Regions from separate parts of the Capsicum annuum genome. Here region 2 is linked to region 1. The links are chromatin contacts, called in public Hi-C maps. All regions are on one chromosome and are shown on one strand. The core of a region is the stretch at or near the end of the contact, and the rest is flanking DNA. Distances in the headings are between cores, read along the strand shown.

What was found. A called contact is a pair of places that touch in the nucleus more often than the background predicts.
Region 2: a contact with region 1 is called in a Hi-C map of placenta, with 4 times the contacts expected there. The contact joins the promoter of LOC107867372 here to the promoter of LOC107867366 in region 1. A contact is called at or near these places in 2 of 5 Hi-C or Micro-C datasets (leaf and placenta).

What each region holds. Positions count from the first base shown.
Region 1 is chr4:215,135,017-215,141,189 of UCD10Xv1.1, reverse strand. LOC107867366 (protein FAM133A) reads left to right here and starts at 3,739. Exons shown (of 4, transcript XM_016713559.2): 1 at 3,739-3,897.
Region 2 is chr4:215,312,738-215,319,251 of UCD10Xv1.1, reverse strand. LOC107867372 (mechanosensitive ion channel protein 3, chloroplastic) reads left to right here and starts at 5,145. Exons shown (of 14, transcript XM_016713567.2): 1 at 5,145-5,446; 2 at 6,199-6,355. The coding sequence starts at 6,278.

The DNA of each region.
Region 1 (6,173 bases), core at 2,490-4,989:
GATATTTATCTAAGTGAAGAAATTGAGAGAAAATGTGTAACACCATTTTTAGTTTTGACTAGTAATGAGCAGCCTCTAGATTTGTTAAACTTTACTGAATTCTGAGGAAAATAGTTGGTTATGATTTGATTTGGAGTAAGAAGTTTAGATTTATTTTCTTGGTCAGATTTTTTTTCTCTAGTTATTAAAATTTGGGGCAAATTTTAAGCTGAGTCGGGTAGATTGTGCATCGTTTTTCACGATTGGTGATTTTATCAAATTTTAATTTTTTTGATGTCAATTAAAATAATTCTATATATTTTCTACATTATACATATTCAAATTCTCTATTAACCAAGTTTTGTCTTGATACGTTCACACTTCAAAATTTAAAATTTTTAGTAACTAACTAGATCATAATTAATTTGTTATAGCTATTACACATAACTTTTGATTTGTTATGAATGTTAAATATTTAGATGAAATCCTCGTATATATTCAATAAGAGATGTATTAGTGGCTAAATATTTTCTTGAATTTCCCTTCTTATTAGCAATTATAAAATCATAAGCTCTATAAGTAAACCTAGCTGAAATCGTTGTAATCTTAGCTAGGCACATATTATTTATTATAAAATTTGTGAAAAATATAGCTCATTTCATTATTCTCCATTCCATAGAGTTTTTTCTTTTGGGAGGGGAAAGATATGCAATGTTTTCATTTACATTTTTTTTTATGAGCTTTAGAATTATTTTTTTTATGAGCTTTAGAAATAAAATTATGTGTATATAGTTCATTTCGCTTAAAATCACCAAGTTTAATTAAATACTTATAATTTTTTATCGGATATAAATTATTACTTAATAAATTTATCTATGAATGATATCACTATTGTTCAAGACTTCGTGGATATCACAAAGTTGTTATATGTATTATAGTTTCACTTATTGTTTAAAATAGTGTGGACAACTGGTCAATTTTGTATATGTACAATTTCTTGCTCCATTTATATTATATAGTGATTCGTCTGCTTACCATATAAGTCATTTGTATAACATGCATTTATATAATACTTGTCCGCTCATCCAAACTCAGGCATGACATAAAAATATTGAATATCTTTCACAATAAAATTCTATGGAATGAAAAAAAATGAAATGAGTTAAATCTTTACAGATTTTTTGACAAACATTATGTGTTTACCTAAAGTTATATTGATTTCAGGTAAATATACTAATTGAGTATGGATTTTAATTGTTGCCTAAAAGGAAAAAATTGTAAAAAGGCACAATCATTAATAAATGTGTAGTTGAATAAACAAAAGAAGCTCACCCAAACATATAAAGTTCATAGCAAATCATAGTCATTATGATCCAGCTAGTTATCAATGAATTTAAATTTTGGAGTGCGAACATGTGAAGATAGAACTTGGTTAATAGAGAATTTGGGTATCTATCATATAATAAAAATATAATATTATTTCAATTAAAGTTTGACAGAAAATTTAAAATTTGACCAAATCATTGACCTTGAAATTAAAGGCATCTTTTTTTTTTGGTTTTTCAAGGTATCCCCACAGCTGACAGCCGTGAAACTAATCCTCCATTCCTCGGTCAGCGCATTTTGTGGTAGGAAATTAGCCACAGAGTTTGCTCCGTTCGCCAGAGGCGGGGATCTATCCCCCGACCTCTTGCTTAAGGGACATAGTGCTGAAAAAGGTATCCTTATTTCTTCATACGAAGCACTACTAGTTTCTTACGTTTGCAATATTGATATACTTTTGATACTTTTTATCCACAATTTTGTATATGATATATTCAGTTCAGGCTAATAAGATTTTTACTAATCATTCGTCATTTTTTATATATATGACAGAAATAATAATTAAAAAAAAAAAAAGAAAGATTATTATCAAACTTATCTAATCAAATTAAACGTATACCCAAATTTTATTCCCCAGCGAAGAAAAGAAATATGTGATATTGTTCCTACCTCTAGATACTAATGACAGCGTTAAACCTCTTGACGAAAAAAAAAAATATATTGAAGGGAGAATTAAAAGTACATCAATATAATAAACATAAAGAATTATCAGTACTTATTCATGTGAAAAAGTAAGAATGACTTTAAATGTACAATAAAAAAATATTTTAAATTTTTTCTTAAAAAGACAAAATAAAGAGAGTATTTAAAATTTTTCCTCTCATGTTATATATTCCTCTTTCGTAATCAATGTGATATACTTTTTTGAGGAGAAATGTATTAAAACTTTAGGGTGGAATCGAAAGAAAAAAGGAGCTCTTATATAGTGATAAAATTTTGAACTTCATTTTTTTTTCTTAGTATTTTGAGATCATGTAATTTTCATGTCTTTCTACAACTTATTGTTTGTATCATTTGATCTTATATATTATTGTTATTCCTTTCTTATTTAATCTCTTCATCTTAATTTATATAATCTGTTTTTTCAATTAATTTTAAAAATAATATCACTTTAGAAAGAATACCTAAAATTTAACCACACAAATATAACACTTATGCTTGATCACAAACTTTTTTTTTTTTAAATATCAAGTCAAATATGTCATAGAAGAAATAAGAAATCATTTGGTTGAAAATAAGTTATCACAAAATTAAGTATTTCGGACCTAGTTATTTCGAAATTAATTATCCCACACTCATGATGAAGACGTGAAGGTGAAATAAAAATAACACTACAATACCGAAATAAGTAATTTTAAAATGAATTATCTCATGCATTTTATCTCAAACTCCCATTCTTCACTAAATTCACTTCCATTCAAGAACCTTCCAATGATTATAATCAGCCCCTAAAATTTCAAGCAGTTAAACAATCATCTACTTTTTTAAAAATATAACCGTCGTATTTAGGTCAGCTTTCGTACATCTCGATTAAATTTACGAGATACCTGAAACCTCTTAAACAAACATCTACTAACAAGTAACAACATTTTAGACAAATTCAACCAAATTAACACTCGAAAAGAAGAAGCAAGAAGACGTACCGACTAAGAAGGTGAAGTTATCCTTCACAAAATAATCAAGATTTATTACTAGTATCCATTTAATTTGGGATAAGAATATTTTAATTTTTTTTCTTAAAAAGAAAAAATAAAGAGAGTATTTTAATTTTTTTCTCTCATGTTATACATTCCTCTCCCAATCGATGTGATATATTTTTTTGAGAAGAAATATATTGAAACTTTAGGGAGGAATCGAAAGGAAAAAGAGGCTCTTATATAGTGATAAAATTTCAAATTTTATTTTTTCCGTATTTTTGAGATCATGTAATTTTCACGTCTTTCTACAACTTCTTGTCAGTTGATCTACTATATTATTGTTATTTTTTTTTAATTCTTCTGTCTTAATTTACATGACATATTTTTCTTAGTTAGTTTTAAAAATAGTGTTAATTTAGAAAGAATAACTAAAATTTAACACTTATGCCTGATCGTAAATATAATTATTATTGTTATTTTTAATATCAAGTTAAATATATGACATAAATTAAGATGAGAGAATTAAGTACTCGTTTGATTGAAAATAAGTTATTTCAAAATTTATTATCTCAGAATTAACTATCGTGAGATTAATTATTTCACCCTCAAGCTAAAACCGTGAAGGTGAATAAAAGTAATACTGTAATATCAAAATACCTAATTCAAAAATATATTATCTCATATATTTTATTTCAAATAAATATAAAATAAATTTATTCTAAAACTACTTTCGAAATTTAGTGAATTCTTAGTTCTTATCAAACACGACCCAAAATAGTAAAATCAAGAAAAGAATGACAAGACAAGACTACACATAGATCAGATGGTACCCTACAAAGTACAAATGGGTTGTAAAAGACGTGGAAATTAATGTTGAAAAACCCATCAGTATATATAAGTAAGTAGACTAACATTTTTTTTATTCGTCCCCAAAATCTAAATACAGTTTCCCCCCAAATAAAATGGATACAAGTAATATATCTTGATTATTCTGTGAAGGATTTCACCTTCTTAGTCGGTACGTCTTCTTGCTTCCTTTTTTTTTTTTTTTTTGTTATTTTTGTGTGTTAATTTGGTTGAATTTATATGAAATGTTGTTACTTTTTAGTAGATGCTTGTTTAAGAGGTGTCACGTATCCGTGGATTTAGTCGAGGTGTGTGAAACTGGCTTAGTTACCACGGTTATGTTATTAAAAAAAAGGTAGATGTATGTTTAACTGTTTGAGACTTTGGGGTTGATTAGAACCATTGGAAGGTTCTTGAATGAATGTGAATTTAGTGAAGAATGGAAGTTTGGGTTGATAGCAACTAGTTGGAATGAGGGTTAGTCTGTAAAAGATGTGACTTTTGGAGAATTTTGTTGTTTGTTGTTTGACTCTTTTAGACTTTTGGGGTTGATTAGAATCATTGGAAGGTTCTTGAATTAATGTGAATTTAGTGAAGAATGGCAGTTCGGGTTGATAGCAACTAGTTGGAATGAGGGTTAGTCTGTAAAAGATGTGACTTTTGGAGAATTTTGTTTGTTTGGTGAAATGGGATTGACCCAAATGAAGGAGAAATGATATAGAGGATTAGTATAGCCTAATTCATTCCTTGAGACGATGTAGGGATAAGGTTTGCGTAGACTCTGTCCTCCCCCATACTGCATTTGTGGGATTACCGTGTGTATGACTGTATGTTGTTGTTGTTGTTGTTGTATAGTCTACTTCAACTAGAATCATTGAGTTCTTGAGGAATGTGAACGTAGCGAAGAATGGAAGTTTGAGTGAATACCAACTAGTTGGAATGAGGGTTAGTCTGCATAGGTGTGGTTTTTGGAGATTTTTGTTTGTTTGGTGAAATGGAACTGACCTAAATGATATAGAGGATTCATATAGCCCATACACTCATTCCTTGAGCCGAGGGTCTATCGGAAATAGACTCTGTGTGTATAGGTGTGAGTTTTGGAGAAGTTTGTTATTTGATGAAATGGAACTGACCCTAATGAAGCAGAAAAGATGTAGATGATTCGTATAGCCTAGTTCATTCATTCATAGAGAGGGTCTATAGGAAACAACCCGCTACCTTGAGAGTTAGGGGTAAGATCTTCGTACTCTATCCTGTCCAGACCCCACTCATGGGATTACACCGGGTATGTTGTTGTTGTTGTATAGCCTGATTCAAGGGTTGATTAGAATCATTGGAAGGATCATGAATGAATGTCAGTATTAGCGAAGAATGGAAGTTTGAGTCGATAGCAACTAGTTGAAATGAGGGTTAGTCTGTATAGGTGAGATTTTTGGAGAATTTTGTTTGTTTGGTGAAATGGGACTGACCCAAATGTGCCAGAATCTATACAGATGATCCGTATAGCCTAATTCATTTCTTGAGTTGAGGGTTTATAGGAAAAGTGACCTGAATTAGGCAGTGAACTTTTCCTTTCACGCTTCTTGGATTCCTATGTTCTACAGCAGGAATAGGATAGCTTGTTATGATTAATTAATTAACAAGACCAGGAATAGACTACATTCTTGGCAAGGGAGACTGCTATCATTGGGGGGAATGGTAGTTCTTAGTAATGATGTCCTGCAAAGTGTTCTTGTGCACCTGTTGTCTGCAGTAAACCTAACCGTGAGAATAATAAGACAGATACACAAGATATTTGCAAGATTCTTCTAGAACAACACTGCTGGATGCAAAAGTAAGCATTGGTGAGATGGGAGGCTCTTTGTTTACCAAAAGAAGATGGGAAAGAGGAGGGGGGTTGGGACTCAGCTCCTTATTCGATGTTTCATATGCCCTTTTTTGTAAATTGTGGTGGAGTTTTAGAACAAAAGCTTCTCAATGGAGTTCAAACATGGTGAATAAGTATTGCATGAAGAATCATCCTTTAATTGTTCAGGCTAAATATGGATCCCTATTTTGGAAAAAGATGGCTGCAGTTAGGGAATTGGTGGAGCACCAGATATGGTGGCAAGTTAGGAGTGGGAATGCTAGCTTATGGTTTGACAATTGGACATTCCTTGTTGCCTTGTATTATGTCATACCAGAATCTACAGAGGTAGAGGAGATTGCGGTGAAGATATTTGCAGATGCAAATGGATGAAACAGGGATCAATTGGAGATAAAGATATCAACAGATGTGGTAGATCACACTATATGGCATATATCCCCGCCGCTTTGAAACTGAAGAAC
Region 2 (6,514 bases), core at 3,896-6,395, 180 kb before region 1:
TGAGAGTTATTTTGATTAATCTTCGGAGCTGAATTAAATAGATTAATTTAATGTTTAAAGTTAAGTGTTTGAGAACTATACATAAAAATATTATAAAGTATAATTCTTTCATATTAATATGATTAAAAATATATCTTAAAATATTGATCAAAATTCATGCGTCTAGTTATCGATAAGTAAATTGTGATAAGTAAAATAAATAAAGGAGATTAATTTTGTATTCTATCCATGGACTATGAGCTAATTAGTTGTCATGTTTTCTTCACTATTTTTCTCTTCTTTGTGCCTAAATTTGCTACACTTGAGCCGAGGGTCATTCAGAAACAATCTCTCTACCTCTTCGAGATGATGGTAAGATCTGCGTACACATTCTACCTTTTTTAGACCTCACTTACTGAGTTTTATTGGGTATATTATTGTTATTGTAACCATCTATTATAATTTTGTGTTAGACAATGTAATTAAAATCAAACAAATGATTTTAATCATCAAATATAAATATATTAGACACTTCAAATCATTTAGAGAACAACTTGTCTAAATATATTTATACATTAAACCATATAAATTAGTTTATCAATCATGGTAGCTTAATGGTCAAGGTAGATTCACCATAACTAATGATCGCGGGTTCGAATCTCAAACTAACAATTTCCAGATCTTACTATGCGAGAATAAACTGAGTATATTGTTGTTGTAAACCATATAAATTAGTTTATCTCTCACATAATCAAACGAATGAACTATATTTTATTAGATTATTAAACTCAGTCGTTTTATTATAACAACATAGTATAACAACATTTCTAAAGTCACTATATCTCCCGAACTTAGAGGGTGTTTGGATAGGATTAAAATCTGGTCAAACTAGATTTTAATCACTTTTTTTAGCCTTTTTAGATGTTTGGTAAAATTAAAAAGAGTTTAAAAAAAGCTAAAAGTGGATTAAAAAAAAAAGCAAAAATTGAGAAGCTGAATACCCACAGTTTTTTACTTTTTAGATTAAAACTTTTTAAGGTTTGACCAAAACATTTACCTTTTAATCACTTATATTTTCTTCTAATTCCAACAATACCCTAAATTTGTAGCCCTTATTGATTTTTCTTTCTTTTTATTTTTGCCGCTTTTTTTTCATCTTTTTCCTCTAGTCTTCCGTTCATCTTTATCCTTTTTTTTTCCAGAGAATCCATCATTACATAAGAAAAGACTCAAAAAATTTATTGTCAAATCGAGCTTGTGGTAAGTTCTTATCTATCCGTTCATATAGAATCTCTGCATGTTATTTAAATTTTAAAAATTGATTCTTTTAAATAGTTTGTTTCATTCCTATTTTTTTTTTGTTGTTTACAAGCTTGCAATATTACAATATAATACTATATTTATATTAAAAAATATCTTAAAATTTTTATTTTTTAATATTTAAAAATAAAAAAGTAACTTATATTTATAAATTGACCTGGCATAATCACTTTACGTTGAAAGTGTATTTAAATAGAAATTATTTTTGAAGTATTAGAATTAAAAATCATAAATAAATCACGTTATTATGTGTTAATAGCTTTAAGGATATTTAAGTCATTTTGACAATAAAGAAGTGATTGACAACACTTTTTTATCAAACACATCAACAGGTTTTTTTCAGTTTCAGCACTTCTATTCAAACACTTATCTGCTTAATTTAAAAGCACTTATTTTAAGTTTTTAATCACTTTAAGCTAAAAAGTATTTTTTTTAATTTTATCCAAATGAGCTCTTAGTAGCGCTGTTTATTCTCATTAACAACTAAACGAAAGGACAAATTTCATAAATGCATGGCGAATGCTACCCCAAGCATACAAATTTAAACCATGGAATCAAAATAATTAAATAGGAAAGAAAAAGATATAACCATACTTTAGCTACAAACTTTCTTTTTGTTTAATCATTCGTTTTATTCCTTTATGATATTTTGCCCCACGGGCCCTTGAGGCTAGTATGGATCTGTATGAATTCGATTTTTTCAGAGTCACTATTTAAAATTTGATCTTGACAAAAAGATTAATACAAAATAGCGTTTTGTTAAAAACAGAAGTAAAATTATGGTGGGTCGTCAATTTTTTTTATTTGATATTTGAAAAGATTGTCTTAACATCAAATTATAATGATCGTCATGAGTTTAGCAACAAATATAGGCAATCAGCATAATTTGTTTTGTAAATATTTCAATAAAACGATTTAGTCAATAATTCCTAGTATTACATTCAACCTCAAATATTAAAATTCAATAGACCCACTTTATTTCTTTAACAAACAACCTTCATAAGTAACCAAAATCAATTGAAAATAATCACAGATAAGTAATAAATCTTCAATTTTCTATTGTATATCGGAATTTTTTGTTTTTTATTTTTAAAAAGAAACTAAATGACCACCTAAACAATTTATATTGGCTAGTGACTGCTTGAGTTTGAGCTGAAAACTTTCATTTTTTATTGGGCTTTAAAAGACATAGCCCAACCACTTAACTTTCATTTTGGAGCACCCATTTTTAATCCTGGAGTTCCAGTTTCTAAGTTTTTATAAATACTGCGTAACTCATGAGCAGAGGTATTTTTGATAGGGAGAAAATATTTTAAAATGCTCATGTTTGACTAACCATACACAAAAAGATAAGTAAGAAATCCATCTTTTTTAAAGGAAAAAAAAGTTTTTTTTTTTATGAAAAACATTTTCGTCGTAGGAACACACACAAGATTTAATTAAAAGAAAAAGAATAAAAGGAACATACAACGCAAGTTGGATGGTTCTACTTTTGGCCTTACATTGCAAATGGTATGGATACTGTGGTCCACGTGTTTGAAATGTAATTGGTAAACTAGATAACACCAAAAGTAGAAACAACCTAATATTAGTCTTTTTCGTTCACATAATTAAAAATAAAATAAAAATAACTCTAATATATAATTAGTAATTATTGTTTGAAGTGTACGAGTTGAAAAGTAGTATACCTAATTATTTGTTAATTTTATTCCAAAATGAGCATATATATGGCCAAATGACATGCAAAAGTTATGAGGAAATTAGACAATTGACATGACTAGTCTTTACAAAATTGTTGTCCAAGTTCCACCAAAATCCATTGGGTTCATGTCTTTAATCTCTTGTGCTAAAGTATCTTACCTTTATTCACACCCAAAATATCTCATCCTTTTTCTCCCCCACCAACGCCAACAAAAAAAATTTTAAATTTGTTTGATCAAATTTATAAAAATTATTTATTTTGAAAAATATTTTATTATTAGAAGTATTTTTGAAAAGTACATTTGAAGATTACTTATTTGCGCTTGACTTTTCAATTTTAAAAATACTTTGATCAATATTACATAACAACAACAATAATAATAATAATAATAGCTTATGTTTGGTTAAGATTTTTAAAGTATTTTTAAATAAAAGTTACTTCACTCTTTTTATTGGTGATCACTCTATAGTACTTTTTAAAACAAATATTTCAAGTATGAAAACTTTTCAAAAAACAGTCAGTCGGATATACTATTTTTGTTTTATAGTCATTTCCTAATTTGGGCTATTGTGGCCTACGTAGTCCATATACAATACTGATACAGTATTCAACTTGGACAATTCGGCCTTTTTAAAAACTTTTCAATTTTTTTTTGCTATAATTTTTTAACTAATCAAATATTCTTTTTTTTTATTGTTTAGAAATAATAATTAAATTATATAAAACGATATAATTGTTAAATAGAATATGTATCTATATAAGATATATGTATAAAAATTATATAGTTCTATCAAATATGTATATGTATAAAATATATATAAAAAGTATATAGAAAGTGTATGAAAATTATATAATTATTGTATAAAACGTGTAAAAAAAAAATATACAGTTATTGTATAAATTGTGTATCAAAATTGTATAATTTTCGTATAGAATATTTATATGTCCAAGATTTGTAGAAATGGTATAGAACAAGTCAGTAAATTGAAATGGTTAGAAAGTGAAATTTAAATTTCATGACCATTTTTATGAAAATAGTTTAATTTGAAGTGCCGTTTCTGTCCTTTTCCAACTTACATTAGCCACCACTTTTACTAGAATAATAAAATTATTATACCATATAAAGATAAATAATGTAAAATAATCTAATGAGATATTCTTGCTTATCTAATTTTGCATGTATGTATTTACTCTTAGGGATCGTTTGATAGAACGGATAAGAAAAAAAAATTGGGATACAATTGGGGGATTAACTTTATTCTATATTTTGTAGAAGGGATTACTTAATCCTAAAATTATTTTATATTTGTAGTAAAATGATGGGATTACTATCCCATGAAGAGAGAGATGTAAAATAATCTCATAGGATATCATTATCCCATTCCTTCAACCAAATGACCTCTTAGTGCTTCAACTAGCTGCGTTTTCTTCTAAAGTTATACTCCATTTATTCATCTTTACTTATCTAAGTATTTATTTGACACACACCTAAGTCCCGGTATTTATTACCGATCAGAATTGGACCATAACGGAATTTCGATCTATACCGGCACCATAATATCAGATTGGGGAGGAAGATCAGAATTAGAAATTAATAGAAAAGCAAGGATATGGGCTCGTGTAAGTAGGAAACAAAAAATATCTATTCTAGTTCTATCATCAGCTATGGGTTTGAATCTAAGAGAAATTCTAGAGAATGTTTGCTATCCTGAAATTTTTGTGTCTTTTCTGAGTAATAAGGAGAGAAAAAAAATTGGGTCAAAAGAAAATGCGCATGATTTGAAAAATATATCGATAATGGATACCAGGTAAAGAACTCAAAGGCGTGGTCTAGTGATTTAATGAAATGTAGACCGAGCATCACGAGGCAGAGACGGATCTCGAATTTTAAATTTATGAATTTCTTGATTAAAATAAAAATTCAAAATAAAGAGTCATTGATGAGGTTAGAACCACAAGAGGACAGCAGTGCTCCAACAAGCATTTTTTTTACCACTAGATCAATAATACACTTCATTATGGATTTTCAACTTATATTTTTATACATTTATTAAATTTTTTAATATAAATATAAGATTCACACAAATTATTGAATTCTCAAAAATTTCCTCTTAAGCCTCTAAATTCGCCTGTCATGAGGTGTTATACTCTTAATGAATATAGTTATCTAGTATTCTTTTATTTATGGGTTGATGCTTGAAAATATAGGCCATAAAATGAGAGGTGCCACGTAAGAAGGTTGGAAACGTGGGGAATTATCCAAAACAGTAGTATTATTCCTTTGGAGTCCGTTACGCAACTGTAGCCATCGGCGTTTCCGTATTACTGTTGTCATCACCTCCTGCGCATGTTATCATCGCTCCTTCCATCCACCTTATTTTACCTGTTTTCCAAGTTAATTAGCTGCACTCTCTCGGATAATACCACTGTTTTATTGATTTTAAGGTCCGTAATTAGCTCGATTAAGGGTTAATCCTTCGTTTTTGTGGTGGTTGTTGTGAATTTTGATGTTTTTTTGAAGTTCGATGTTTGAATGTAGGGGAAATTTGTAGGAAAAGAGAAGATTTCGACAATGCTGACGTTATTTTAACCGTTTGATTGTGTTTTGCATTTTTGTATTATGAGTTAACTTGTATTTTTGCTTCATGTGGCCTGCCTTAGTCGGATCGTAATTGATACGATAGATATTTTTTGTGATTAAAAAAGATAGTGCAATCAATTTTGCAATTGATCAGAGTGCTAGGTGTGTGCCGATTACTACTGCACGTGTTAATCCTTTGAGATAATGATTGCGAGGTCGTTTGGTAACTGGTATTATTTATGCGGGTAGTTATTACATCTTCTACCCTGCTTAAGATAATACAAATTCCCTTGTAAGTTATGCATCAATTAGTTATGCGGGTTTCAGAATTGCAAACAAATGTTGTATTTTATAATTTTATACATGAATAACTTACTTCCTAACTAACTAATAGCTACCAAATGTTGATAAGGTTCTGCAGAAATTAATACATGAATAAGTGTCTCTCTGTGTGTGTGTGTGTATCATTTTTTAAAGAATTTCAGCTATATGAGCCTGTTTATTGGGTAACTAGGATTAATGAATCAGTTAAAGGGGGAGGCTTTATTTTTGCTTACAGTCGGACAGGTTGCTTCATACTTAATTTGATGTTGGTTCTGCACTAATTTTTTGGTAGGTTCTGAAGATAAAGGTTCTTCCCATATGCACTTTAACATTGCGATTTCTCGGTGTCATTTATTTGAGCATATTACCCAATGGCAGCTGCTGTCTCGTTGCTGCTGCCCCGTGAATTCCCCATACACGGGAAATGTAGATTAAGCGGTCAGTCTAAGGTACAACAGGATTCTTGCTTTTGATTTTTACTTTTTATTATATCAATAGAGTCAATGATGTCCTCAACCTTTAATAGAATCAATGATTGTTAATTTTTTTTTTTATATCAATACAATCAATGATGTCCTCAACCTTTAACTGATCGAATAAGGACGTCC